2 separate regions of the Sus scrofa genome follow, and region 2 is linked to region 1. The links are chromatin contacts, called in public Hi-C maps. All regions are on one chromosome and are shown on one strand. The core of a region is the stretch at or near the end of the contact, and the rest is flanking DNA. Distances in the headings are between cores, read along the strand shown. Region 1 holds the start of IFRD1 (interferon related developmental regulator 1). Region 2 holds the start of IMMP2L (mitochondrial inner membrane protease subunit 2).

Region 1 (2,950 bases), core at 254-2,753:
GGCCGAAGCACAGGGCACGTCCGTGTGTCCGGGGAAGCAGTGAAAGATGGGCTGGAAAGGGAGTCCAGGCCAGGGGAGGATTGGCATTTAATATATTGGTAATGGGACCCAGGAAATGTTTCTGAACAACTACTAAACCATGTGAATTAGTAAAATAGGGATACACAAATAAATCTGGCAACATTATTATGCATGAAATATGGTGAAATGACTGGCAAGATCCCTTAAAATGCCCAGGCACCAGCTGAGGTCATGTGTGACTGGAAAAGAGCACATGAACTTCAGAGTTTTATGGTAATACTGATGGTTTTAGGGAAACCATGTATGAATTTGAGTCTTTGAATCTGGACATATGGGAAGATAGTAGTACTGTGAACATACACAAGGAAGGCAGGAAGAGAGAAATACAGTATTAGAGATGGTGGATTGAGGTGCATATGGAACATGCAGGTGTAAATGTGCTACAATGCAATTGAAAAGAAAATAAGAGAAGGAGCTCAGGAGAGAGGTGGAGTGGGGGATGAATCACCTACACTGAGGTGAATCAGTCACTATGGTCTGTCATAAGGATATGAGCTTAATAACAGGTCCTAGATACCTGACGAATGCAACAAGGAAGACAGAACTCTTAGGAGCACCTGGGAAAATAAAAAACACTGCGATTATTGGTATTCATAGCCCATGTTTGTTTTATCAGCTGTTAAGTTACCCAAACCCAATTCTTATCCCAGGCTGACCTCCTAACTGGCAGGCAGAATTGTCAAAAGGACACATTCTTGTACAGAAACCTGAATCGCCAGATCTTTCCGGTGCAGAATAGACGAAACACACGAACTACACGACTAAGTAGATTAAAGCACACCTTTCTGAAGGTTTGGGGGGCACAAGAGCCCTGAACCACAATTCAATGGTAGATACTGATGATCGCTAAACTAATAATTAAAAGACTAAAACCATGGGAACATTCCTAAGGAGGGGGTATGGCTGTGCCGGGGCAGAGGACGCAGGCAAGTAGGGGAAAGGTGAAGGAGAAGAACACGATCCTCTGGAGACAGACCAGCCACGCGGATTGCTTAGCTCCCAGTTGGAAGCGGGCTGTCGTCATCCAGCATACCCGCGGCATTGCTCACCATCCATGACCACCTTCGTCAATTCCAAGGCGGGGCTGCGGGGAGAGAAGGGAGGGGTTACGGGAAGGGAAGTGCGTACAAAAGCCAGTTGGGAGGAGCTGGGAGCCGGCTCCCCCGTGAGACCACATTTCCCAGACTTCAGAGCGGCAACTAAGCCTGGCTCCCTGGGCGCCGCTGGAAGACTTGTGGCATGGGATCGGTAGTCAACATCCTTCGGCCGCCCGAAGTAGACTTCGGTGGGGGGATCTATAGGGATTGGCTAGTGAGAGTTCGAGTCCCGCCCATATATGGTGACGACAGGCAGCTGTCTTGTACTTAAGGCGTCGTGGCCGCGACCGCCCCGCCTTAGCTCCTGCGCTAGAGAGAAACATGTATCGTTTCCGATCACAGCTCTTCACGGGGATTTCTGCTGCCGCCACCGCCCACTCTTACCCGCGCCGCTTCTCGCCTCTGTTGTTAGCCGAAGAATCGCCTCTCAGCCGCCCGCCGCACAGACGCACGAGTAAAAAGTGCAGCTCCATTGGCTGATCCTCGCTAAGCTCCGAGTTTAGGCGGCACCGGGCGTCCCACGATGCCGAAGAATAAGAAGCGGAACACACCCCACCGTGGTGGCAGTGGTGGCGGCGGCTCAGGGGCAGCCGCAACGACGGCGGCGACGGCAGGTAGGAGGGTATCCCCGCCACCGGCATCCCAGTTGCCGGCCGGGCTAGCGAGTCTCTTAGTCTTGGGCCCCGTGGGAGTTGTAGTTCTTTTCCTCTAGACGTTTGCGTCGGCGGGGCGCCTGGCGTGCCGGGGGAACTACACTTCCCAGTGTGCCCCGAGGGCCGTACCTCGCGCGATTTGGATCTGGCGTGCGACCCGAATTCTTGGGCACCCGCCTTGGGGGCAGGGAGGGGACGAATGGGTCCTTGGGATTGAGAGTGGGTCAGGGTCGAGGGTGACCGGGAGCTGGGAACTGTTCTCAAAGGCTGGTGTCTGTTCTCTAGATCACTCCCAGACGGAGGGGGCCAAGCTCGGAGTTGTGTCCTGCTGTCACTGGTCGTTTTTGACTACCCGGCTCCAACATGGAGTTCTCGGGAATGCCAAACGTCCGGCGGGTTTGGACCGGCTCTTGCGTCACGCGGCCTGGGCCTTGCGCGGTAGGGCAGGCGTGACGTGTAGGCGCCCGTGTGGCATCCCGTTCCGCTGCCTTCTTGCTCATCCCGCGTGTCCACGTGGCCCGGCGGAGATGTCGGATGCTGGGGGCCACTGTCCCAGCTTAGGCTCTGCTCCTACCCCTCCCTGACCCCGAGCCCCCAGCTCTTCTGTGACCAGTCGAGGTGACCTCTTGCTTCCCTGAGCCGAAACCTCGTCCTCCTTTGTGCAGTATTCTCTAGGTTCTCTGCTGGGAGCCCGTGTTAGGCGGGGGTGGGGGGTTGGGGGGTGGAGAGCTCAGATTGCAGTTGGCCAAAAGTTTAGGTTTTTGTCTTCTCTTTGCAAAGCTGAAGCTTTTCCCGGATGGGTAGGTGCTTACCTGAATTAATGATACATTATTCCTCACTGTACGGTTAAGAACAACGGACTGAAAGCAGAAATTCCTACGAGACACCGTACTAAAAACTAGTGTTAAACTGGGTAAAAGTCATCTCATTTAATCCTTTTTTGAGACTTTGAAATTAAATATCGGAATATTCTCAGGTGTTATCATATCGGAATACTAGCCATACAAACACAATATCCACTTTGACCCTCAGAATGTTGTGCAAGTAAATAGGCCAGTTTTCTTGTTAAAGTTGATTGGAAACTGGTATTTATTTAAAAAGTTTTCCTGTAGGATTTAT
Region 2 (2,950 bases), core at 247-2,746, 790 kb before region 1:
TGCTGGTGAGGGGTGGGTATCAAGTGAAAGTCAAGAGAAAAAGGCCTAGTCTGTCATTTCTCCCTCACAAAATACCTTCCTCTGTAAGCTTGGGAGAAGATCCCAAAAGAACTTCAACAGTTGTGATGGCACTATTAACTTTATACTTTGGAATCCTAAAGGGTTTTTTTCTTTTCTTTTTCTTTTTTCCACCACGCCCATGGCATGGAACTTCCATATGTTCCAGGGCTAGGGGTCCACTCTGGAGCTGCAGCTTCAGGCCTACACCCCAGCCACTAGGATTTTTACAGGAGTCCCCTTCCCAAATATGAAAGATCTTTGAGGGAGTTCCCTTGTGGGGCAATGGGTTAAGGATCTGGCATTATCACTGCAGCGGTTCAGGTCACTGCTATGGCACAGGTCTGACCCCAGGCCCCGAAATTTCCACATGCCCAGAGAGCAGGCAGAAAGAATGAAAGAACGACAGATCTTTGGGAGGGAAGAGAGGGAGCCAAGACTCCTAAACACTACAGTCTCAGAGACTGGTGGAGGTTAGCTCAGACATAGGGGCCTGAGACAAACAACATTCCAGAAAAGGGAAGGGTAATGAGAGTTTTCTGCCAGGTCAAGTGGCTAAAAGGGATCTATACCAGCTGTCAAACTCCCAGCCAACTCCAGGGCTCTGGAAACCCGAAACAACTCTTGGGCTTGGAGCCTGTGACCCGTGAAGGTGGGCTAAAGTTTCCCAATAACATGATAAAACTTGCTCCCAAGATCCCCCTAGGGCAGTTCTGGACCTCGTCCTCCTCTCCCTAGCGCTCTCAGAATTAAGTGCTAGCTTCTTCCACCCTTGACCATTCTTTACTTACCCTTTCTCCCGTTCTTCCTCGGTGAGAAGGGGTAAGTGGTTATTTTGTGCCCTCGCCCAATTTGGCCAAAACCCTAAAAAGTAAAAATGACAGAGACAAACACGTGTTTTAAAACCCTGACATTCAGGAACTCCCACCACCTGCCCAACACTTCCAGGCAGAAGGCAGCGCGTATCCACAGCGCTCCCTCTAGGCCAGGACTTGGGCCAGAGTTGTCCCCTTTGCTGGGGACAGAGAGCGCGATCTAAGGGCGCCTCGGCTCTGGGCTCCACGTTGCCTTCTCTAGGCTCCCGCTGCCGACCCGAGTTAGCGGGAGGAGGGGGCAGAGTCGGCCGCAGCGCCCGACCTCAGAGAAACACGCGCACGCACTCATGCTCGCGAACACCGCAGGACCTGCGGCCAAGCAGCCCTCCGCCTCCCAGCAACGCCCGCCCCCTCTGGGACCAGCTCCCGGGGAAGGGTCCCAAGCTCTAGGGACCACCAGGTGTCAGCCGGGGTGGCGCGCCGGCCCACCCCCGCCAACCTCAGAGCCTCCCACCCGTCCTGGAGCCCCCCACCCTCCGCACCCGCTGCGCAGCTCAGCCCAAGGGAAGTCCCCGCGCAGGCCCCGCCCTCCGCCGGCGGCAAGCTCCGCCCCCGCCCCCTGTGCGCGGGAGCCGGGCGAAGCTCCGCCCAGGGCGGTTAAGCGGCCTTCCCGGGCGCCTGCGCGGGTTAAGCCCAAAACCCGGCGTGGATCGACAACGGATCAAAATAACACTAACAGCAAGTCACTATTGAGCACTTGCTCCAAGCTCTGCACCATACTGAGGGCAGAAAGAGAAACAAGAGTTGAAAAACCTGTGAAACTGTGTCTTTACCCCCTCCCTTGTCTTACAGATGGGGAAACTGAGACCCCAGCAGTTGCTTTGGGTGCAAGGCCACAGTGGCAAACTGCCATATTAGGCTCTCCCTGTCGACTCCTCCTTACTGCGTTTTTTCTGCTGAAGTGGGCACAGGAAAACTATTGTTTTGCTGCTTCTAGATACGCCAAAGGGAGTAATCCAGAACAGGTGGTTTACTTTGGAGAAACTGGAATTTCATATCAAAGCTTTTGCCTTCAAACGGCACAAACTCTAAGCTGGGTTATTTCAACCTTCAAAGAAAGTGTAACCTAGAGCTACTTTTTTATACCCCTCTCCAAAATACGTCCCTGAGTATGTCTGTTTTTATTGTCCTTCTGGTTACTAACAAACTACTCTGCATTTTCAAATCATTTAACACAAATGTAAGTACCAGATGCTCTGGTATTTTGGTTTAAAAATAATTCTAAAGGTTTCAAAACAAACTCAGAGACTTAAATGGACATGAAGAGAGTAAAATTGCTCACCTGTGAAGGGGTTATGTACCAGTTTTTGTAGTTTTTCTTATTTGTCACTGAAGGAATTACTGTAAGGTAAGTTCTTATTTGCTAATGCTTAGGATTTAATTCCAAGGGCACTCAGCTAATAAGAGCACCCTCATCAAATAGCAATGGAAATCGATTTGTAAATTGGACTGGGACACCTTGGCACTAGTAATTAATAATTAATTAATAATTAACTTAGGTGGTCCTAAATTAAATAGATGGAATTTTGGGCTACTAGGAGCTGAGCAGCCTGGAATGGACTGTATCTAGAAAAACAGCAAAGACAGATATGTGTGTTTCTTAATTAAATGTTTATAAATAAACATACAAAAAGAGTTGCTAAATCTGACCAGCCTGTCACTAAGTTTCATCAAATGTACTTAAGAAGCTGAGACCATCTGAAAAAGCATAAAGTCTCTCCACTGGAGACAGTAAAAGATTTGTGGTTGACAAGGGTTATGATTGAAGAAGGGAAGAATAGGCAGAGCACAGAGAATATTGAGGACACTGAAAATATATTCTGTATGATATAGAATATATAGAATATATATAGAATGAATAACACCAAGAATGAATAACACCAAGAGTGAACCCTGATGTAAACTATAGACTCTGGCTAATAACGATGTCCCAGTGTGGCTCCATCAGTTGTGACAGATGTACCGCTTTGGTGCCGGGATGTTGATAGTGGGGGAGGCTGGAAAAGTGTGAGTTCTCT

Evidence for each region. A called contact is a pair of places that touch in the nucleus more often than the background predicts.
Region 2: a Hi-C map of liver shows a contact between it and region 1, with 7 times the contacts expected there. The contact joins the promoter of IMMP2L here to the promoter of IFRD1 in region 1. A contact is called at or near these places in 1 of 5 promoter capture datasets (liver) and 2 of 47 Hi-C or Micro-C datasets (heart right ventricle and liver).

Annotation. Positions count from the first base shown.
Region 1 is chr18:33,219,524-33,222,473 of Sscrofa11.1, reverse strand. IFRD1 (interferon related developmental regulator 1) reads left to right here and starts at 1,503. Exons shown (of 12, transcript NM_001007519.1): 1 at 1,503-1,792. The coding sequence starts at 1,702.
Region 2 is chr18:34,005,387-34,008,336 of Sscrofa11.1, reverse strand. It overlaps IMMP2L (mitochondrial inner membrane protease subunit 2), which reads right to left and starts at 1,496. Exons shown (of 7, transcript XM_021079089.1): 1 at 1,415-1,496; 2 at 849-921.